Linked DNA regions of Mus musculus: regions 2 and 3 are each linked to region 1. A link is a contact called in public promoter capture Hi-C data. All regions are on one chromosome and are shown on one strand. Each heading gives the region's core, a stretch centred on a gene start, on an enhancer-like site or on the middle of the called end of the contact. The rest is flanking DNA. Distances are from core to core; before and after follow the strand shown. Region 1 holds the start of Rassf4 (Ras association (RalGDS/AF-6) domain family member 4). Region 2 holds the start of Atg7 (autophagy related 7). Region 3 holds the start of Adipor2 (adiponectin receptor 2).

The links. Promoter capture Hi-C pulls out the DNA fragments that hold promoters and counts their contacts.
Region 2: a promoter capture Hi-C map of pre-B cells shows a contact between it and region 1, with 2.5 times the contacts expected there. The contact joins the promoter of Atg7 here to the promoter of Rassf4 in region 1. A contact is called at or near these places in 2 of 39 promoter capture datasets (the C10 cell line and pre-B cells) and 1 of 9 other capture datasets (adipose tissue).
Region 3: a promoter capture Hi-C map of pre-B cells shows a contact between it and region 1, with 2.9 times the contacts expected there. The contact joins the promoter of Adipor2 here to the promoter of Rassf4 in region 1. A contact is called at or near these places in 1 of 39 promoter capture datasets (pre-B cells) and 1 of 115 datasets of contacts at active chromatin or transcription factors (bone marrow-derived dendritic cells).

What each region holds. Positions count from the first base shown.
Region 1 is chr6:116,672,310-116,675,855 of GRCm38.p6, reverse strand. Rassf4 (Ras association (RalGDS/AF-6) domain family member 4) reads left to right here and starts at 2,020. Exons shown (of 11, transcript NM_178045.4): 1 at 2,020-2,132.
Region 2 is chr6:114,641,751-114,644,961 of GRCm38.p6, reverse strand. It overlaps Atg7 (autophagy related 7), which reads right to left and starts at 1,835. Exons shown (of 19, transcript NM_028835.5): 1 at 1,812-1,835.
Region 3 is chr6:119,386,593-119,390,162 of GRCm38.p6, reverse strand. Adipor2 (adiponectin receptor 2) reads left to right here and starts at 1,429. Exons shown (of 8, transcript NM_001355692.1): 1 at 1,429-1,681.

The sequences.
Region 1 (3,546 bases), core at 771-3,270:
GCCACCACTGCTTTGCCCAACTTATTCTTTTAAAGGAATGGCCTTGAAAACGATTCTCAGAGCCAAGCACAGTGATGTATTCCCGTCACCCCAGGACTTGGGAGGTGGAGGTGGGAAGAGCATCCTCTGCTACCTAGTCATAGTGAGTTCTAGGCCAGCCTGAGCTTATGAGATCTTGTCTCAGAAAAGGAGGGTGGGTGGGTGGGTGGGTGGGTGGGTAAGATGGCTCATCAGGGAAGGCCCCTAAGCCTGATGACCTAAGTCCTGGGGCCTCCACAGGCAAAGAAAAAAAGGAAAGTGATTTTCATATCAAATCATTTATATGATAATCCATTCGCTTATGTTTCAGAATTCATGTATTTAAATCATATCTCAGCGCACGAGGCCCTGGACAGAGGGACAAAGATGATTTCCCAGTTGCCTTAGAACAGAACCAGGTGCCCAGCTGCCTGGAGCCAGCCTAGAGCAGGGCAGGCCCTGGGTGGCAGCCTCACCTCAGACTGTGCTGTGAGCTTTGACTGTGATGCTTCCTAGAGACATCCCAATGGCTGCAGGGTGGCCCCTCCTACATAATGAACTGGAGTCTCTGTGAAAGGCAGTTTGTTCTCCAGAGAAATATAAGCATTTAATCAAGGCAGGCTAGGGCTGTGGAGCAACAGCAGACCAGATCAGCAGCACATGTAAAACATACAAGGAGGGCTCAGGACACCTGAGGCCTATGTCCCAAGCAAGGTGAGAGAGACAACAAGGTGAACTGGGGCAGAGAGCACGACTCATGCTGGAGAGCCACAGGGAGACTCGCCCTCCCCACCGGCTGTTGACTTCTTCAGTTGCACAGGGGTGAATTGGAGAAGTTGGGAGTTACGGTGGAATTCCGTGCTTTTGGTTTGTCAAAACTTTTCGAAGCACCCAAATAATGAGCTCAGTTCTGATGCTTTCGGGCTGTGGGAAGAAACATGGGTTCCAACAACAGGTCACCAACCACAGGAAACCCTAGTTGGCAGAGAATGGATCACTCTCTAAGAACACGAGTGAAAGCTAAGTTGAAGAGGGACTGCAGGCTGGTCATTTTTAGCCCGCTGCAGGTAGGGAAATAGACAGAGAGTCTGTGACACAGGAAGTAAAGGGCGGAGCACAATCTCTTTGCCATCTCTTCGCCGGCCATAATTGGCACGGTGCGCTGCATTGGGGTCCAGAGACTCTAATGCCGTCTGTTTTCAAATACGTGAGTACCTACACTTTTAGAAGTCCCACTTCATACTCTAAAACGGCCCTGTGACTCTAAGAGGGTTAGAAACCAGGGAATGAGCCGAGCTGAGATGACTTACTTTGCGAGGGAGGGCAAGAGGTCCTGAAGTCAGGACTGGGAACCATGAAATAAAACAGAGTCAACAAAGCTCCCTTGCCTCACAGCCGCCCAGCTTCCCTAAGCTCCCAGCCTATAGCCTGGGGCTCTGCCTCAGCGCTGGCCAATCTCCTCAGAAAACAGCGACCGAGAGAGAGGAAACTAACTTTTTAAATTCACCAGCTCCTATTTTTTAATGTAGCTTTCTGAGAAGCCACAACTTTGCTTGCAGGTGCCACCTGGACAATAAATAAATGTCCCAGACTTCACGCGCGCGAACACACACTCCACCCTCCCTAGGAAGCGCACAGTAGTAGCTGTAGCGCCTGCGCAGAGGTCTTTGTTGAAACCCAAGTATCTGCGTTACCCAGGCTCCCTGGCCTCCGCCTGTGTAGACCGAGGGCCCCTGGGGACCCACTCCTACTGCTTTCTCTTTGCGTCCTGGGGTGCCCTCGAGGATTGGGGACTTAAGTGATGCGCGAAGCGCTTAGTGGTGTCCGTAAAGATCGAACAAGTGAGCAAATGCTCGGGGTCTACTTGAGGGGCATCAGTACCAAGCACCCTAGAAGGAAGAGATGGGCTGATAGGCAAAGCAGTTGACCAGAGAGAAGGGGCGTGTCCAGGGCGGAGAGGGGCGTGTTCGGGGGCGGGAGGAGGTGTGTCTAGGGTGGGCTGGGACGGACTTGATCCCTGCAGCAGATGCAGGGCTCTTGAGTCCGTGCAGGCACAATTCTAGTGCACGCGACCTCTCTTGCTGGTGGCCTCTGGACCGCGCGATGACTGAACGGTGAGTGATGCTCAGACTGCAAAGGTAGTGGGCATCCTTGGAGCACCCTACCTTCGACCCTGGGGCCGCGATCAGGCAGGGCGCTAGAGCCTGAGCACTTGCACCCCCAGCCGCAGTGCGCGAGTCTCCTCCCCCTGCCAGCCTGGCGCACTGCGGGCTTCCAGCCAAGGGCTGAGGGTGGCAAGGCGCCTAACATCTCCTAGATAAGGTACTTTCCGGGCAAAATCTTAGCAGGGCACGTGAATCCAACGGCCGGCTACACTTGTGCTCACCTCATCCTCCTCTCAGCCAGCTTCCTAGAAACACGATCTTAGAGGCGGGAAGAGGGTTTCAGCAAGACCTTAAGATTTTACAGCTGGAAAGCCAACGCTAGGATGATTACTCATCCAGACACTTGTTTCTCCGTCGCTGTTGGTGCGGTGGGCCATAACCAAAGGGCTACACAATATGCCACTCACGTATAGTTTCAGGGCTAAACTCCACCTGTCTCCTGATTCTTTGGGGCCCGTTCTCTTCTTTGAGATCTCCGGCACCTCACTATCTCTCTGGAGCCTGAAGCCCAATGTCGACAGTGTTTATTGTGGATGAAGTCCTAGGGTCATAGTTGTTTAAACTGGTGATGAACTCCAGATTGAAAATAGAAAGGATTTGACAGGGTCATACAATGCAGTCAGGGTAAGCTTTGAGCCCAGACCTTTGGGGAGGCTGGGTTGTTTAACCTAAAAGTATGTCGAAGAAAATGCTTGAAATTGTCTTTATTTATTTATTTATTTACTTACTTACTTACTTACTTATTATTGAGAAACAGACAGATGCACACTCACTCACACACCAGAGAGAGAGAGAGAGAGAGAGAGAGAGAGAGAGAGAGAGAGAGAGAGCGCATGTACATGTGTACCTGTGGGTCATAGTGGCTGTGTGCAAGACAACTCTGTGGCATCAGTCGTTTCTCCCCGTCCGCTTTCCTGTGACTTTTGAGGATTAAACTTAGGTCCTGAGGCTTTGGCAGCAAGCGCTTTACTCATAGAGCCTCCTCACCAGCCCTTGAAACTGTTTAAAAGTAAGCTATCAGCACTAGGAAGTCGCTGCAGGCCTAAAGCTTTTGCTGTTTCCCCAAACTTGTAGTTCCCCGAATCTCCTTCCTGCCTATGGGATTTCCCCTGGGACAAACCCTGAGATAGGATTGGAGCCCTGCCACCCCCTTGCTTGACCTTCGGTAGCGAAGATGGGCTGTGATATAGTCCCCTAGTTGCCCCAGGGACACTCTATACCAGCTGCCACTACAACTAGCTAACTCAAGGCCTAGAGGTGGCACAACAGTTGAGGTCACACACCAAGTCAGTGACAAAGAAAATCTCAGCCAGCATGGTTCTCAGAGTCACTGCAGCAGACATTCTCAGCCTGGGATCCAGGG
Region 2 (3,211 bases), core at 586-3,085, 2.0 Mb after region 1:
TTACTTGGTATATCTATGCATATTTGTTAAACATATATACCAGACACTGCTTTGTATGTTAGGATTTAATAATATAAAAGTCTTGTATCACAGTAGAACTGACTATAAAGAACTAAGTGCATTTAGCTACAGAGGAGAGAGGAAGGCAGTCTAGCAGTTTTCAAAGATACACATGGGGCAACTAAAAGCAAGTATGACTCTAATTGGGCAATGGGCTGTGACTGCAAGCCACAGTCCTTAACTCCTCACATGACTTTTTTGAGTAAGAACTGGGTGGAGGCAAGCTGGAAGCAACAGGAAGTCATGAGCTTTCACAAACCAAGGCCAAAAAAAAAAAATAAATAAAATAAAATAAAATAAAAAATAAACAAATAAACAGTCTATGGGAAAGGAAAAGCCCGAGGCAGAGCCCTCAAGTCTACAAGGCAGACAGGTCTGTTTACCAGTTACATGGGTTTTAAAAAAAGAAAGACAAAGTCAAACCAACATAAAAAGCCACCAAATTAGCACGTTTGAAAGGGAAAGCACATTTGTGACCAGGATTTATAAATAGGATGCCTGATATGGGAGTGAAGCTCTGAGGTGATGATAGAGTATTTGCTGTCAATATGACTCCAAAGTCTCTTTTTTTTTCCCCAGGAACCACTTTCCATTTGTTTACCCCTGTTTCCCCCCTGTATAAGCTATAAGGCACACACACACACACACACACACACACACACACACACACACACACCGTCTTGTAATTTATCCATTAGAAATAGGAAACCCTGGATGTAAAAAAAAAAAAAAAATCAATAAATAGTCCATGATATTATGATGCCCAGCATGCAGGAACACATCAGAAAAACAGGCGTAGTGGTACACACCTGTAATCCCAGGACTCAAGGAGGTGGAAGTAGAAATATAAAAACTCAAAGGCCGGCCTCTGCTTCACTGAGTGTTCAAAGACAGCATGGGGTGCATGGCATTCAGTCTTAAAAAAATAAATTAATTTATACTGGAAAGCTGACTCGACTCAGTGCTTACAAAGACCTGGGTAGGGTTTCCAGCACCCATATCAGGCACAGCTTGCCTGGAGCTCCACTTCTGCTGGGGTCCGCCATGTCTTGTCTCTGGAGGCATGAGACCACACACGCATACACGCACTCAAAGTTACAAATAATTTTAAAGAATTAAATAAAATTGCAGACGCAGGTTGATTCGGTCTCATCTCAAATTCAATTTGGCATGTGCTGGTAATTGAACCCAGGACCCTGGAACGCTGAAGAACCGCTCTGGGACTTAACTACATCCCACACCCGTTTTCCAGTTTGCAAAAGGGTTTGTGTCCGATTGCCTAGGCTGGTTCTAAATAGCAGTTCTCTTGGCTCAGGTTCCCTGCGGCTGGGGTCACCTCTCTCCGCGACCATGCCTGGCTCAGAAACTTTCTGACAAGTGCATTTGCCTCACCAGGCTGATTTCCTATAAAGTACTAATTTGTAATCTCTGGGTCCTTTAAGGGGATGCAGAACCTCTAGTAGAAAAGATTTAATTATGTCCTCCTCATAAGTAACAAGATCAAGTCCCTTCACAGTCCGGGGACACAAGCTTACTCCGTGGCCGGTCCACACACGCCAAAGGCAGCACTTCACAGAATGAGCAACCAGAGGCGCCTCCCGACCCGGAGATCGCAACACTCTCTGCCGGAGTACGAGGGGACCGAGTATAGACAGGTGAAGAATATTCCAGACCAGCCCAAAACTGGCTTCAGCTTTCCTAAGTGAACCCCGCCAGCCCCGGCAGCTGCTCCGCAACCACGGCTTACTTACCGCCGCTCAACTTCCGGCAACCACAGCCCCAGCCGCGCCGCGCGGCCCAATGACGTAATAACCCAGCCCACACAAACGCGGAAGCGCGGCGCGCATGCGCACTACAACAACAACGACAAAAAGGGTCCCCACAACCGCAATAACGGGGCGAAACTAAGGCTAACCTGTAAGCCTTTTGGGGCTTGTAAGGAAGATTACATTTTCCTGCGAGTGACTCTACAGTACTACGGAATTATTATCAAATTCCCAGGGTAGTACTAGAGTACAGGTGTTGAAACAAGGTTTATTTTTATTTTTTGCATTTTTAATTTTTTAAAAAGGTTATGTCCTCCTCATATTTACACTACATAGCCATGGCTGTTCTGGACCTGTATACATATACATCAGTCTAGTCTCGAACTAACAGAGATTGCTTACCTTTGCTTTGCCCCAGTGCTGGGATTAAAAGCTTGCCCAACCAAATATAACTCTGGAAAACCAAATAGAATCTAAAATATCCACCAAGCTACTGCAGCCAGCAACTTCAGTGACTATAAAATCACTTCTTAAGAACCTAATATGGGCCAGACGGTGTGGGATATGTCTTAAATTCCAGCATTTGGGCTGGGCGTGGTGGCACAAGATTTTAATCCCAGCCCTCAGGAGGCAGAGGCAGGCAGATTTCTGAGTTCAAGGCCAGCCTGGTCTACAAAGTGAGTTCCAGGACAGCCAGAGTTATACAGAGAAACCCTGTCTCGAAAAACAAAACAAAACAAAACAAAACAAAAAATCCAGCATTTGGGAGGCAGAGGTAGGTGGATCTGTGAGTAGTGAGTTCTGGGACAGCCAGGGCTACACTATCTCAAACAAAACAAACAAACAAATAAAACGAACAAAAAACTTACTACTGGGAAAACATTTTTTTTTTTGACAGGATAATGAACATAATGAAATGCTCTAGCCTGGGGAGTCTTGCACATGAGTGACTTCCTTAGCGACAAGAGTGTACTTGACTTGATTTAGTTCTATAGTCCAGGATGATCAGAGCTCAAGGCAAGCATCCTGATACCGCATCACCATTGCTGAGATGGCAGTCCACGGACACCTTTCCTGGCACACAGTGCCTTTGGAGTGCCTCTAGGGATTCATCATAATATCTTGGACTATTTATTGATTTTTTTTTACATTAAGGGTTTCCTATTTCTAATGGATAAATTACAAGGTGGTGTGTGTGTGTGTGTGTGTGTGTGTGTGTGTGTGTGTGTGTGTGTGCCTTATAGCTTATACGGGGGGGGGGGCAGAGTAAACAAATGGAAAGTGGTTCCTGGAAAAAAGAAAGAGAGACAGACAGAGAGAGAGAGAGACAGACACTTTGGAGTCAGAGTGACAGGAAATAATCTTAGACTCTGAAAAATAAGAAA
Region 3 (3,570 bases), core at 180-2,679, 2.7 Mb before region 1:
GATCAAAGAAGCATCCTTAAAAGAAAGCTCTGCAGGAAAGATTTGAGAGGGGGTTTTGTTTTCCTTTGTTGAAGCAGGGTCTCATTTTAGCCCTGGCTGACCTGGAACTCATCTTGTGGCCCACGTTGGCCATGAACTCACTGCAGCCGTCCTATACCAGTTCCCACGTGCTAGGAATTAAGGTGTGAGCCCCCATACCTGGTAAGATAATGGTCTATCTTAAGTCTGTCTTCCTTAGGGGATACCTTATATTCAGCCTGAAAAAAAAACTTCTCTTTTTGCCCTATTTATTATGGATCCTTCCCCCCGCACCCCCCCCCCCCTTAAGTTATTGATGGAATCGAGGCTTTTGGAGTGGCTATAGCTTTACCACTGAGCTATATTTCCAGCCTTGGGCCACATTTATAATTCCCAAATGCCTGCATTTGTTTTCTGATGGGAAAGGTACAATTGTCTTTCTCAGTCTTAGTAGCCAAGTCTTTGTCTTTCTCTCTCTCTCCCTTTCTTTCTTTCGTTTCTTTTTTTCTGAGACATGGTTTTACACTCTGTATAGCCAAGGCTGGCCTGGCTCGCGATGTACACCAGGCTGATCTGGTACATGCAAGATCCTCTTGTTTTAACCTCTCTAGTGCTTTTCCTCGTTGAAGAGTTTTCCATGTCTGCTTCCCTCCAATCGCTCAACATCACATTTTAGCTTCTTGGCTATGAGACCGATTGTGGTCTAAAGGCAAGAACAATAAGCTTCCTCCAAGGTCTAAACTAAAGCTTCCGAATTTACTTTGACGTGTATTAAGTTTTGAACTAAAGAGTGTGACAGATACAATCCTCTTACAACTGAACACGAAGAAACCATTTTTTTTTCCTCTGCACACCAGCTCCTATAGTTCCTTGTTCTGGTTCAATAGGAAAGCTCACTCGTAGCAAATCATTCCCTCTGGGTAAACAGACACAATGCTTAAGTCGTTTGCAATCGACCATTGAAAATAATTTTGAATATCTTCTAGAAGTGGTAGGGCATAAATCAATCATACGTTAGTACGGTAATAAAAACAAGCCCTACTGTTTGAGGAAGAGTTGACTAAACGCTTTCGGAATCCTGAAACCTTCATAAGACGACGCCTAGCATTATGTTGGCCGCTGACACAAACACACGCTCCATCCCGAGTCATTAAACCGTGGCGGCCCACTCCCTTCTCAGATCTCTTCAGAAATCGTCGAGGAAGCTGGGTGAGCGTTCCGAGGCACTCTGCCCGCACTGTTTACATTGTGGACCCGGCCGAACTACAACTCCCAAGATGCATCACGCTTCCAAAGCCTCCCGAGGGGAGGCTTCCGGTTTAGGCCAGCGCGGCTGCGCACGGGGTGTGGTCTTACTGGCTCGGCCCGCCTCGTGCGATGCGCGTCACGGCTACGCGCGGGCGCGGAGGCGGGGAGACGCGGCGGCGGCGGCGGCGGCGGTCGCGGCGGCGCGAGCACAGTCCCGACGCGGTACCGCGGTGGCGGCGGCGGCGGTGGCGGCTCCAGCGAGCGGCCCCCTCCCTCCGCGCCCCCCCTCTCCCTCCCCGAGGCGCTGCTTCCCGAGGCGCCCGAGCCGCGCGGTGAGACGGCCGCTAACTCGGGCGAAGGGCTGTGGCTCGAGCGCGGCTTCCCGGGCTCAGCAGATTGCCCGGGTCGGAAGGAGGTGAGGGCTGAGGGACAGGTGTCCCCGGCGCGGGCCGGGAGCGCGCGCCTGGCCGGCTCCGAGCGCGGCCGGAACTCTGACCTGCGGCCGCGCGCCTGGTGCGGGGCCCAAGCAGCGGCCGGGGGGGTGGGGTGGGGGGGGGGGCCGGGGCCGCGCTCCGTGCAGCTGCGGTCGCGGGCGCCCGCTGCCCTGTCCCCGCCGCGGGGCAGAGTCCGAAGCCCCTCGCTCCGTCTCTAGTCGATTTCGGAGCCGGTACCCCCGCGATGGCCGGAGACTGAAATCCTCCCGCCCCGACTTCTAGTTGGTGTCTTCTGCCACTTCTAGGGATTTCTCTGGCAGGCTTGCTTCGGATGGCTTGTGCTCAGCGCGACTTTTCCAACCACTGGGATGGGAAGGTTGCCCTCACCTTTCCTTAGGTGGCGCGTCAGGCTGTCACTGCGGGATAGTTCTTGGGCCCAGTTCTGAGCCCCTTTGGGTTTTTATTTGCCAGTGGTTAGCTTGTTAGAGAATTGCTGGAAACGGCTATAAAATAAGTTTTGATGAGTCCGAGGGAGCGCTAGACCAGACAGCTAATGAGTCTCTTCTTTTGTTTTTTTTGACCTTGATTTAAACATTTGTTTCTGGAGTTTGAAAACTTCACGAGAGCGTTGAGCAATGAATTTTTGATAAATGACATGACCACCTGGGATTTGGTAGGTACAATGCTTCATTGGTGGTTTTAGTATTTTAGTGGAAATGATCTTTTAGTTGCATTTATGTTTTACTCTGGTTGTCTCATTTAAAGAAAAAAAAACTTTAAAAAAATTAAAATTATCCAGTTTATTATGGTGTGTTTCTGTGTGACTCCTGTGTTCATGGCACACGTGTGGAGGTTAGAGAACAACTTGGTAAAAGTTGATCATCGTCTACGTTTATGTGGTTCCGGGTATCGAACTCAGGCGGCAAGGTCTTGAAAATTTGCCTGGCAAGCATACTCTTTAGCCATCTCACTTGATGGCCTGTAATTCTTGTGTTGCTGTGTTCATTGTGTTTCCCCAAAGCAGAATGCTTACCCCTGCTCCCCAAGGAGCAAGGTAAAAATACTGCAGTCTTTTAGGATTTTAAAATTTATTTGTTCATAAAACACTTCCCAACTAAGTGTATTTGTTTTGTTTGTTCGTGGGTGAGGGTGTGCAGGTCTCACTCTGTAGCCCAAACATTAAGAATCCTGCTTCAGCCTTCTGTGTGTTAGCATGAATCACCTACCATGTTGTGAAGACAGGCAGGATCAATGTAGTTCAGGCAAGCTTTAATTTCTAAATCTTACCTATGAGTCCAGAATCCTGGTATGGACAGATGCTCTACTCAAAGCCCGCCCTCCCTTTGACATGGTCTCACTCTGTAGCCCTGGCTGTCTTGGAACTCATGTAGATTAGGCTGGCCTTGAACTCAGAAATCCACCAGTTTCTGCCTCCCATGGGCTGGGATTAAGGATGTGCACCACCAATACAACTCAAAAAATAAAGCTCAGAGCCTTAATTTTTTAAAGGGGGAATTATGTTTGTCAGTTCTAAAGTTTCAAGTGTCTTCTTACCACAGGCCACTCTAAGATCTTGTCACACATCCTGCTCATTTGTACACTGCTTGTAGAATAGAATTCTTCATTCTTTGAAATTTGTCACAGTGAACGAACTGTAAACTAAATTATTTTAGCAGCAGGGATTTCCACCTGTAGGCTTCAGCAGATTGATGGTAAATTATAAAATTTTTTTGAGAAATTCAAATTAAATATGAAAGATACCTTCCCAGTTTCTCTGTAACTGGCTACCCACCAGTTTATGTTTCAGGCTTTGGGCTACTTAGCAGATTTTATCTTCTGTGGATGAGAGTAAGATTTCCGGAGCGTAAAG